Regions from separate parts of the Xenopus laevis genome. Here region 2 is linked to region 1. A link is a contact called in public Hi-C data. All regions are on one chromosome and are shown on one strand. Each heading gives the region's core, a stretch centred on a gene start, on an enhancer-like site or on the middle of the called end of the contact. The rest is flanking DNA. Distances are from core to core; before and after follow the strand shown. Region 1 has its middle 39 kb from the start of btbd19.S. Region 2 has its middle 5.4 kb from the start of best4.S.

What was found. A called contact is a pair of places that touch in the nucleus more often than the background predicts.
Region 2: a Hi-C map of animal cap shows a contact between it and region 1, with 6 times the contacts expected there. The contact joins two enhancer-like sites. A contact is called at or near these places in 3 of 4 Hi-C or Micro-C datasets (the XL177 cell line, the XTC cell line and animal cap).

Annotation. Positions count from the first base shown.
Region 1 is chr4S:71,061,673-71,068,145 of Xenopus_laevis_v10.1, reverse strand. No RefSeq gene overlaps it. Among protein-coding and RNA genes, the nearest start is that of btbd19.S, 39 kb to the left of the region's middle. Within about 2 kb of position 3,910, at least 1 of the 7 cell types and tissues checked has an H3K27ac peak or open chromatin away from gene starts, as enhancers often do.
Region 2 is chr4S:71,184,988-71,191,460 of Xenopus_laevis_v10.1, reverse strand. No RefSeq gene overlaps it. Among protein-coding and RNA genes, the nearest start is that of best4.S, 5.4 kb to the left of the region's middle. Within about 2 kb of position 3,965, at least 1 of the 7 cell types and tissues checked has an H3K27ac peak or open chromatin away from gene starts, as enhancers often do.

The DNA.
Region 1 (6,473 bases), core at 2,661-5,160:
TACAGAAATCCATTTCTCAAAAGAGCAAACAGATTTTTTTTATATTCCATTTTGAAATCTGACATGGGGCTAGACATATTGTGAATTTCCCAGCTCCCCCAAGTCATGTGACTTGTGCTCTGATAAACTTCAATCACTCTTTACTGCTGTACTGAAAGTTGGAGTGATATCACCCCCTCCCTTTCCCCCCCCAGCAGCCAAACAAAAGAACAATGGGAAGGTAACCAGATAACAGCTCCCTAACACAAGATAACAGCTGCCTGGTAGATCTAAGAACAACACTCAATAGTAAAAACCCATGTCCCACTGAGACACATTCAGTTACATTGAGAAGGAAAAACAGCAGCCTGCCAGAAAGCATTTCTCTCTTAACGTGCAGGCACAAGTCACATGACCAGGGGCAGCTGGGAAATTGACAATATGTCTAGCCCCATGTCAGATTTCAAAATTGAATATAAAAAAATCTGTTTGCTCTTTTGAGAAATGGATTTCAGTGCAGAAGTCTGCTGGAGTAGCACTATTAACTGATGACAGTATCCCTTTAATCTGCATTGGAAATTGCAAGTTGCATCTTGTTAGTGTGTGTACAATGGATTCAAACATGAAACAGCACCACTTGTCCTTTTGAATGGTAAGCAGAGCGTGATAAAGGGTCAAGTGTCGCCTGAAATGCCGCTGTAATGCCCTATATAATTATGCAATAAAGTCTTTTTTACTATTCCAAAGGACAAGTGGTGGTGTTGCATGTTCGAATCCAGTGTATATACCGGTGGAAAGTGCCCATTGGGAAACCTGTACTACATGGAAAATGGAAGTGCTGTTGTGCAGACTACTTTTCGTTTGTGTAAGTGTGTGTGTCAAATGTGTTATTTTTTGGTGTGGCGTTGCTTGTGGTTTTGGGATGCTGAAATTTTCTGCAAATGGCAAATATGAAAGTGCTTTATGTAAGTATCTTTGTGTATAGCGTTTGGATGGATACAATATGGCCCTTGCACTTCAACTCATGTTAGTAAATGAGGCCTAGGGTCAACAGCTCTTTTCAAATGAGGTATAGTTTTAGTGTTGGTGACAGATTATGGCTCAAGATTTGCTTTATAATTAAGCTGGCCATAGACACAAAGATCCAATCGTAAAAATCGAGAATTCGTACGATTTTCGGACTGTGTGTGGAGAGTCCCGACATTTTTCGTCCGGCGGAGATTGGTCGTTTGGTTGATCGGACAGGTTAGAAAATTTCTGCCGGCTGCCGATAATATCTCTGCATGTATTGCCGATTGTACAATTTTCAGAGGGAGACTGTCACTAGTGTTGTCAGACATAACTCTCGTACGATTGCTGTCACGGGCAGAACATCGGCTGATCTGTTTCATTTACTAATTTATTTGATCTGAATGGTTAGTGGCAGGTCGGGAGATGGGGAAGTCTGATCAAATCGAGGATTCGAACGATCGGATCTTTGCATCTATGGCCAGCTTAAGATATAATTTTTAATTTTTATTTCGATTGTAGGAGGATATTTTCACCCTAAAGCTTGTAGTGAACCGTTATTGGGTCCTGACCAAAAAAGAGACATTCTACTTATAATTAACTTTTGGCATAATAAAGATAAATTGTATTTTTGCAACAGTTTTATTTCACTTTCTTTTGTAGCAACTCAGTATGGAACAAAGGTGGCAATTGAATAACAAGTGGGAAATGTCCCTTTCCACTTGACGTAAGGTATGTATATTTTTTTTAATTCTTTCTTTGCCTAAGAATAAGTTCAGCAGTATTTTCATACCAAGAAATTTCTTGAATATATGACACTAAACTTTGAGGAATTTTGAGCAATCTATAGCTCTGGATGTACAAGAGCCATCATCAACTGTGTTGTCCTAACAGAAGGACTTTGCAGACATCTGTTGTGAAGTCAGCAGTTATCTGCAAGCCTCTGTCATGTGAGCAGTGTATCATAGTACAATAAGAGCAAATGTTTGGGTGGGGGGAAAATACGCAGTGAGAAAAACCACTGACAGCAAGATATAAGCAAAGAGAGGCCCCTTCCTAATAAGGGAAAAAGATTTGCAGTCTCACTACCAGTTCAAAACAAGCCTTTTCATTTATAGGGATGGTATATATTAACAGCTGATAAAAAAATTGTTATCCGTGTTTCATCACATAGAAGTGTTTCTCTGACATTAAACAAAGCAAAGGGAAAGAATGACAACAACACTAAAATTGTATTCTGTCAGTGAAATCCCATAACTTTATTTGAAACTAACTCATAGCTTTCAACTCTCTTTCAACTGTACACTTTAAAGTGAAAAGTTTATTTTTTACAACTTTATTTTCTAATGTTTTAAAGAGATCAAAATGTAATTCTGAAAATTAGACACTGCCTATGGGTAGTTTAAAAAAAATGTTGAGAAAGCTACATTTGTGCAAAATTTTTAGAATTTTATTAAATACAGCCTTTTCATCATCAGGACCTGAGCAATGGGAATTGGCGCATGGGAAATTTAAAAAACTATTGTATCTCCAGCGCATCCCCAGTGTTTTTGAACCAATGTGGGTGTGGTTGGGCAGCATGCCACCCCCCTAAAATCCTGCCGCCCTGTGCCCGGGCCTAGGTGGCCTTTCCACAAATCCGGGCCTGGCCGTGCCGTTCAGGCAGGGCTAAAAATCCAGTTGGATAAGTGGCCGGACCTGTTCTTTGATGCGGTCCCGTGATCCAACCACTCATATTCCTTTGATTATGATCCAATCGTTGGGCCCTAGGGCCTACGATCGGATCAGCCCAATATCGCCCACCTCAATGAGGTTATTTCTGGGAGAGATCCGTTTGGCAAAATCTCTGTGTATGGCCACCTTTAGTCTTTGCCATGATATCACCTTAGAAGTATAAAGTACTAATACATTTCACAGAGCTTGCTAATCATTCATACCAGTCTCTTACAGTTTAAGGTACCACACACCTGGCTTTATGTTCCTGAACTGTTGGAGGAAATCCACACATACACAGGGACAAAATAGACACTCCTTGAAGACTTTGTACTGGTTAGAATTGAACTCAGGACCCCAGCACTTAAAGGCAGCAGTTCTTTCCAATAAGCCTCAATACCTTCTGATTTTGAGAGAAACATTGCCTATAGCAGGAGCAAAAATAGAAAAGCTTCCTTTTTTCAGTTGTTACACTTATTTTATACACATTTTCTTTTGGATTATATTATTGATGCAAATAGTATCTGCTTCCTTTTTGGTCCTGCTCCTACTCCAGTTCAGAAGCAATTGCTGTTGCCTTGGCATGTAAATGGTTTAAAAAAAAAAATGTGAAAGTAACAAAAGCAAATGATTTCAGATTACTGAATTTATCCTGTCAGTTGGAGATTCATCAAGTCATCAGGTTTAGGTGGTCTTATCATTTTTTATATCTAGCCTCGCGGGATTGAACATTTGCTCGCATTCTTCTGCAAATTAGAAATAGTCAGTCCATTTTTGTAGGACTGATATTAAAATTAGCATATGTATACATCAACTTTACAATAGTTTTTTCTAATTTGTTGACTTAAATCTGGTGCTTCAAGGTGAGGAATTTGCAAAGTGTACAGACATCTTAACTCTAACCCCCCTCCAAGTTTTTTGTCTTCCCCTCAGTAACCTTTCTATTTGTTTTTCAAATGTGTGCATTTCTTTTTTACTTTGTGCTACCATACAATAACCACCATTCTATAAAATGCAGTGCTTGCCACTGTTTCTTTTCCTAATCCAGGAAGTTCCCATATCTCTATGTGCTTTTGGGCTTGGTTATTTATAAGCAGAACAAATATCCCATGGTTGCATTCTCTGCCTCACATTGCCCCCTGCTTCCTTCCCATGTGGCTTCTGGAATGCATGATCTGTCTGACACAAAGAGTGCTTCGCTCCACAGCCTGTTTATCTCCCACTCAGAAAACCTCCTCCTAGGAAGTACTGATGCATGGCTAACTGCTTCATACTCTGCGATCCCCTGCTGTGCTCTCCGTTGGGGGCTTCCACATTTCTTGTATGCTTGGATTCGATAACATGGGTGATGTAACCCTAACAATTCATCTTTTTTTATTTCTTAGAACTTATACTCATGAGTGTTTTCTTATGGTGCCATATGCGTTTATTTGCTCCCATTCAACCCTCTGGGTCTACAGGAATAGATCCCTGAATTCTCCATAGGTCTTCTTCCTTGTTGGGAGACATGAGATCTATATACAGGTGTTGCCATGTGGTGGAACGCATTGGAATGTATCTCACAGAGACTGCATATTAAACTGCCCTTTGGTGCAGATCCCTAGGCAATCAGTGTCCCGTTCTGCAAATGAGTAGTGCTTCTTAACTGGTAACATTCTATTATGACACCATCCATCAGTGGGAAGACCCACACCCACCCGTGGCTACTAAGGCCCAAAGCAAAATCAGCACAGCCCCACAAACCTTCTAGAAAATGCTCTATTATAAATACACATCATTAAATTCCAGACTCGATTGGTTGCCATCTGCTGGTTCTATTTTCACTTTTTCTATCCTACTAAATATCCAGTGAATTAGTTTAACCATAAGGCCCATTGTCATGCACTTGAGCAGAATGTGCCGGACACTAGTAGTTATAGGCAGAATTCAGCTAGCAAAAGTGTATTTCATTGTTTTGGGGGCAAAATACATTGAAGTACAGACAGACATGATCAGGCTCCTTCTCTGTCGGTTGAAAAACACAGGTGGAGAACGCTTCCTCTGTGCCACGGGTCTAAATATAGAGTGATGAATTCCCAACTAAGTTATTGCTAGTTCTCTTTATCTATAAAGACATATAATATAAGTTTATTTCTGGCAGATGGATAATGTATTAATGTAGTTTGAGCTTTTTTCTAATAATAAATACATATACATATGAGGACCTTGGGATCAGAGCCAGTAGATTATTAGTAGTGAGGATCAAGTTAAATATATGATCTCCTTGTTTGTCACAGACTCTTTTTGTCTCTTTAGATAAACCGTGATGTGATCTTATCGGAACCGTTGTATGACATAAATTCCTAAGGGATTAATAGCCATTTAAAAAGATAAAACACAAATATGTTATCAGGTGTTCAAATAGAAACAAAATATATTCCTACCATTCACACAAATGACTCCCAGGAGATAATGGAAAATGTAATCAGTAGGAACAAACAGTAGCACACCCAAGACCTTGAGCTCCCTGTGATGGTTACCTGCAGCCCTGCCAACCTTTTCCCCAGAAACTGTGACACGAGCAGTTATGTGCCAGGCAAAGTCAGCATACAATCAAAACAAGAACTGCTTGACTTTTAATGGAGAAAAATTAATTATTACATGAGGCTCTTAGACTGCACACATACATGTACATAGCTAATTTAAAGGGACTGTGCACCTTAAGGGTAAGGGCACACGTGGTGCTTCGTATTCTGAAGTCGCCCGAAGTTGCCTGCGGGGAAACTTTAGGCGACTCGGAATACGAAGCGCCGCGTGTGCCATGCCGCAGGCGACTTTTCATTATAGCCGGCGCAAGACAGAGGGAAGGTGTTCGGGAGATTAGTCGCCGCAAAGACGAGGCGATTAGTTGCCAGGCGACTAAATCTCCCCGAATCACCAGGTGTGCCCTTACCCTTACATTAACTTTTAGTATGATGTAGTGAGTGATATTCTGAGACAATCTGCAGTTGGTTTACATTTTTTATTATTTGTTGTCTGTGTTATGTATCTTTTTTTTGGCACCTCTTTTGTTTGCAGTTTCAGATAGCTGGTTGCTAGGGTCCAAATTACCCTAGCATCCATGCATTGATTTGAATAAGAGATTGGAATTTGAATTGGAGCATTTGTTTTAAGAAGGTTACAGTGACCCCCATATAGAAGCTGGAAAGCTGGAGTCAGAAAAAGAAGGAAAATAATTATAAAAACTATAAATAAAAAAAAAAGGAAAGCCAATTAAAAAGTTATTATAAATTAGCCATTTTATAACATACTAAAAGATAAAGACTTAAAGGTGAACCACCCCTTTACTGTATACATTTACAAAGCTAGAGAGATAATAAAGACATTTTGTGGAATGACTTTTCCGACTGATGTGGTTATTTCAGGAAGAACCATGGCAGTCAAAACACATTTCATTATGGTTATTCTACCTTGTTGCAGCCCATGTTTGTCAAAGACAAAGTAAACTTTATTGTCATCTCAGCAGTATACGAATACACAGTGAGACGAGACGATGTGGCTCCAGCTAGTACATATCACAAAAAGGCACTTAAAATACACAATAAATATGTAAACATTTGAAATGTGCAATATATTGGCAGAAATTGGATATATACATGTGTAAACCTTTAGAATTGTGCAAATAAATTAACAGTTCACAAAGTTAAGTTCACAGTTCAGATGTGTGTGGATATATAGTGAATAAAGTACCCCCTCTTGTAAAATATAAGGATATTATAAGTTACCGAGGAGTT
Region 2 (6,473 bases), core at 2,716-5,215, 120 kb before region 1:
TCCCACACACATTGATATGACAAATAAAGCCCTCTCCTATGCTGTTGGCCATAGAGATTGCGGCATCCATGCAGGTTTTGTGTGTTTTGCACTTTCATCTCTGCGTTTGCACGCACATGGTCCATTTTCTTCTGTCATGTTTTTTCTTCTTTGCAAGTTTTCTCAGATGTTTTGACAAGGTATTATTGTAAAATCATGTTTTAGCATCCACATATGTGAGTGGGGTATTCAATAATGAGACACTTTAAGTGAATAGAAGAACTTAGTAAAACAAATGCAGCTATTTTCTATTTCAGCATTTGCATTTTCGTTTCTTGTTCAGTTACATGATGGGCTTGGCATTGGTTCACCTTTAAGTTAAGTTTTAGTATGTTATAAAATGGCTAATTCTAAGCAACTTTTCAATTGGTCTTCATTTTTTCTTTTTTATAGATTTTTAATTTTTTGCCTTCTTCTTCTGACTCTTTCAAGCGTTGTAAATGGACTCACTGACCCCATTTAACAACAAATGCAGCTATTTTCTATTTCAGCATTTGCGTTTTCGTTTCTTGTTCAGTTACATGATGGGCTTGGCATTGGTTCACCTTTAAGTTAAGTTTTAGTATGTTATAAAATGGCTAATTCTAAGCAACTTTTCAATTGGTCTTCATTTTTTCTTTTTTATAGATTTTTAATTTTTTGCCTTCTTCTTCTGACTCTTTCAAGCGTTGTAAATGGACTCACTGACCCCATTTAACAACAAATGCTCTGTAAGACTAGAAAAATCAGTAGCAAAAATACATTTGTAATCAGGCCCCTTTCTATTCATATTCCAGTCTGTTATTGAAAACAGTGAATGGTTACTAGATTCATTTTGGCCAGATTGTTGAAATTGCAACTGGAGAGTTGCTGAATAAAAAACTAAATAACTCAAAAACCACAAATAATAAAAATTAAAATCATTTTCTACATTATGCTAAACGTTCATTTAAATGTGAACAACCCCTTTAATGTCCATTTATGTTGTTGCTCTGGACTGGGTCTGGACTGGTTCTATTGGCATCTTTAGATTTGTATTTTTTTTTGTATTCTATTATGATAGAAAGTCCCTCAGCACCTTGAGATATTCTGCTGTTCTCGGCAGTCTGCCCACAAAAATTAAAGTACTTATAACCAAAGACTGAATTTCTGTTTGTCCATACAAATCTTTTTTAGAGCCCCCAAATTTTAGGCAAGGAGAGCTTTTTTGAGCATGCAATGGGACATAGAAAGATCGTACAGTAAATAAGGAATCAAATATTTGAATTATTGGATTGCCAGAAAGTTCATGGGAAAAAATCAGATTCTTAAGGGTCACAATGATGAAAGAAAGACTTTTATTTACAGACAGTTCAAGTTTTTCTTTGCTGATACTAAGGTATGAGTGATCCAAGTAAGGCCAATGTAGTGACACTGGGTCAAATAATTTAGAGGGTACTGGGCCCAAAGTTGGGGTAATACTATAATTTTGATTTACTGAAGAAGGGGGAGGGGGGATTACAGATCATTGTATTATACCATGAGCCCTCAGTGATATTGTCTCCACCCCACTGTTCCTATTTGTTCATCTGAAGAAAACGTACAGACAAAAAAGTAATTAATAATTGTTATTATCTTTCACATAAGCTATATTACTACTCTAGATATTGCCTTGCCCTGTATTTGTGTATTACTTGTGTTTGTGTTTTACTTGTATTATTAGATATGAGATTAACTATATTTCTACATATTTCCCAGGACTTCTAATGCTATATTTAGTTCATTGCTTTAGTTTATAGCTGGTCACCCGCACTGTACATGAGTAGTAAATCTTTCTCTGGTCTCCTGAGGGTTCTGAGAAGACAGATTAAGCTTTTATTATGAGGAAGTTGGTGGCAGTTTATTCTCTGAGATTGTTCCTCTTTTAGAAACTCCCACGCAAATTTGCACACCTCTGAATTGGACTCTTCCTGGGAGTTAGGGAAATCAGGGATCACACATATACTAATAACCTCAGTAATTACACAATATAATATGCAATTTACAGTTGGTCAAAGACATATTCTGGCCATGGGACACCCTCTGAATCTAGGGGACTAGGGAAAATGCCTTTCTGTCTTGCCTTTTCTCTGTAACAAAAATAATGGGCAATGGAAACATCTGCCATGACTTAGAACCACTTTTGGTTAGTGTTTTAGAGTGATTATTAGAGGGTTGTACCACGTTAGCAATTAAAAGGTAGGTAAACATTGATCAATGCACATTCCCTGGTCCCCTGTCTCATAAGTAATCTTGTATCTATTCAAGTTTATGATCATAAAATTGTTAAGCCACCATAACACGTCAAGGTTAACCCCATATGCTTGTAGTTATTTGGGCCAGATCAGTAGCACCTCCATTGTATTCATATATTTTTACTTAGCCTTAGAGTGCTTCCACATACCCTCTTTTTGCATTAAAAGGTAGTTAAGTGTGGAGATTACACTTTTATCGCTAGGTGAAATTGCAGTCATTTTGGCCATTCTATTTACCTGCATACAATGTCTATATGACAGAACTAAAAAAGCAAACATATCTTTTTATTCATCTGTGATACTGCAGATTGCATTAATATTTCTTGCTCTATTAACATAAGAAAAATACTCACCTCCATTATCTGCATCCTTAAGAATTGATTATCAACCTTGCCACCCATTCTCTGGATATTGCTCTACGCGGCATCATCTTACAAAAATGACCTCCACCCAGGGCCACCTCTGGTAACTTTAAGAGGCAAATTTCCATTTTTTAACACAGAAATTTGGCTCTGCTAGTGCAGCAAGCGCAATAGCACTCACTACACTTGCGATGCAACCCCTCCTGGACCCACTCTGACCCTAAAAGTTCAGAGCGAGAGGGGGGCAGCATTGGGGCTGCTGCCTCACCAATAGCATTTACTGGCTTAAGATTGTCGGTTATGTCTTACAGTCAGTAGATGATACTTTGGCAAGTTTTGAGTAATACCATAGGATAATTTATGATTGGAATGCTGGGCATACACAGGTACAATCCACCATGTTTTTGCACTTTGTACCAGGTCTTCCAGCCTAGATGAATAACCATTTTGGCACATTGATGTCGCACCCCATAACTATCCGCTAATTTGTTTATCATTGGTGCGTTGGCTCTGCAGAAGGCAACCAGTCCCAGAGCAGAAATGTCTGTCTCTTTCTCTTACTTGACCAGTTGCTGGCTTCCTCTGGTTCTGGAGTCAGATACAGGAATTATTATTGAAGCATGCCCAGAATTACCACTGATGCAATGTGTGGGTACATTTTAAGGGACTCACGTGGTAAAAAGAGAGTTGGAAATATAGGAAAAGTTTGGCTTTTCTTGGTCAATTAACATTTCTTTGGGGTGGGGGGGAGATGGTTTGACTTTTGCTCCGCCACTGTTTGGAAGGCACTCTGTATGGTCTATGCAAGTCACATGCTCTCCAGAAAGGAAGAAGAGATATATCAATGGCAAACAAAAAAAAAATACTAGCTTTAGCCTGGCACAGGATGAAAAGCCACCTGTTGTGCTGGCTTTTGATCTAGATTGCCTTGAGACTACAGACTAAAGTAAAAGCACATTATGGCCTTCATACTTATATAAGTCCCCATCACCTATAACACTTTCTGAGTTTTTAAAATAACAGAAGAACTTTGGGTGGAAACGCCAATCACAATTAAATTTGCCTTAGACAATATATTTTTAAAAATGTTGGCAAGCAATTATTTATGGAACTCCATGTTAAACATCTTAGGCCTGGAACACCATCCCATAACCTAATGTGTCTGCTTTTATCTATGTATAAGTAAGAAATTGCTTAAATAAAAATATCAATTAATCAACAAAAGTCTACTGCAGGTGGAAACGTTTCCACTAGGTGGCACTACAACACAAGCTAGTCAGAGCTTCTTTGTTTAGAGCTGTCAACTCTCCCATATTTAAACACGAGGCTTAAGTGGAGCAAGGGTCATAGTTTAATTGCTTGTGTTTTCAAATGCAAGGAGTCTGACTGGTAAAATGAGAGAGCTGGAGGTGCTGGTGCTTGAGGGAAAATATGATGTGATTGGTGTGGCTAAAACATGGCTCTGAATGAGTTGCATTGTTGGGCAGTTAATATATCAGCAACTATACTTTGCTTCGGAGGGACAATAGAAAAGAAGTAGGGGTATGTCTGTTAGTTATGCGGGATTTAAAAGCAAATATAAAGGAGGAGGTGATGTTAAAAAAATAAGGGAGGTGAAGTCTTATGGATGGAGCTCTTCACTGATTGTAAAAAGTCCAGCAAATTAATTATAGGAGTATACTATAGACTCCCTAATTTGAGTATATTAACAGTAAAAACAAATTTTGTCCTAGTGAATGGCATTATGAGCAGCAACCAGCATGGCTTTATGAAGGATAGGTCATGTCAGACAAATTTGATTGCTTTTTATAAAGAGGAAATTAAGATGCTGGACAGTGGGGGAGCAGTAGATGTGATCTATTTAAATTTTGCCAAAGCATTTGATACCGTGCCCCAAAACAACTGCTTGAGTGTGGTTATTAATGGTATATGCACTACTTGGAGAAAGATTTTTTTGTGGTGTGTGTCCCTCAGGGCTCAGTATTGGGTCCACTTTTTTTTAACTCGTTCATTAATAACTTAGGGGAGGGTATTGTAAGTAATGTATCAGTGTTTGCAGATGACACAATACAATGCAACCTAATTAATTCCATCCAGGATGTGGCATCCTTGCAACAGGATCTTGACAAACTGGCAATCTGGGCAGCTAAGTGGCAAATGAGATTCAATGTTGATAAATGTAAAGTCATGCACCTGGGATGTAAAAATATGCAAGACACATATAATGGGACTGCACTAGGTTGTAGCTGTACTGGCTGTAGTAAGCAATGCTACAGCAGTTGTAAGGGCAAACAAGGTCTTGTACTGTATTAAAAGGGGCATAGAGTCACAGGAGGAGGGGTTCACTCTTCCACTGTATAGAGCACTGGTAAGGCCCATCTAGAATATGCCATACAGTTTTGGTCTCCAGATCTCAAACTGGACATTATTAACTATGTATAAATATATAAGTAGGTCTTTCCAGCTGACACGTGGGCATCCATTCTGAAGAAGAAAGGAGGTTCCATCTAAATATTCGGAAGGTGTTTTTACAGTGTGAGAGCTGTGAAGATGTGGAATTCTCTCTGAATCAGTTGTACAGGCTGATACATTAGATAGCTTTAAGAAGGGGTTTGATTGCTTTTTAACAAGTGAGGGAATACAGGGTTATGGGAGATAACTCATAGTACAAGTTGATCCAGGGACTGGTCCAATTGCCATTTTGGAGTCAGGAAGGAATTTTTCCTCTGAGGCAAATTGAAGTGGCTTCAATTTAGATTTTTTGCTTCCTCTGGATCAACTAGCAGTTAGGCATGTAAGACCTTAAAGGTTGAACTTGATGGACGTGTGTCTTTTTTCAAACTAATTTCAACCTAATTTACTATGTTACTATGTAACTTTCTATGGTTAGGGCATAATTTGTCATAGTTGGCGTATGTTTATTAATGGTTGAAATTTCCCGGAAACTGATATCTGTAATTTATAGCACAGGGTTTGTTGTGCATGTGTGAAAGGCAGGGAAAAGGATCTAATTTTCTCTGAACAGGAAAAAGCACAGCACATGTAGGATTTCCCATGAGACTGAGTAGAAGCTGCCATTTTTTTCTCATAGTCCAGAGCTGAACTGGTGGCCCATTGGATGCATTCTAGAAAAAGAAAAAAAGAAAAAAACAGACAGCCTGTAGATGCATTTCCTGCTGATCACAGCCTTTAAATACCTCAGGTTTCTTAATTTAATAATGAAATATTGAAAATATTGCATAAGGGTACTTTCCAATCCAGGGAATTTACAGAAAACATGTCTACTTTTTCCTATCACTTAGAATATCCATGCAAAATAATATTACTTTATGCAAGGTAAAAGTGAGTTGGGGGACCTGTGTTGATTTGAGAATTATTCTGCATTATTTTGTATTATTATAATATATGTTTAGGGGTCACTGTGGTGCATTTTTGGGGACATTGTGATGTTAATTTAATATAACTTGTTCAGTTTTCCCTGCACTGGAATGCAGATATTGGAGACTGACTGCATATCCGGCCACTGTATGCACATATCTGGATATAGCTATACAAAGACTGGAGACACTGCACAAAAACACTGACTGAACTCAGCAAAAGCAGTTGAATGGACTCACAAAAAAGGAGCAAAGGTCCAAGGAAAATATTTTGTAAGTGTGAAAGGGGATAGAAAAACATAGAATTAGCAGGAAAAGTATAAAGGAAAATGGCAGTTGAAAAGAAGAGAATGAATGATATGTAGGACAGCAAAGGGGAAAGAAGGATAGGGCAGACAAGAGAAGAAAAGACAAGAAAAAAACAAAAAAGGTCACAGGGATCC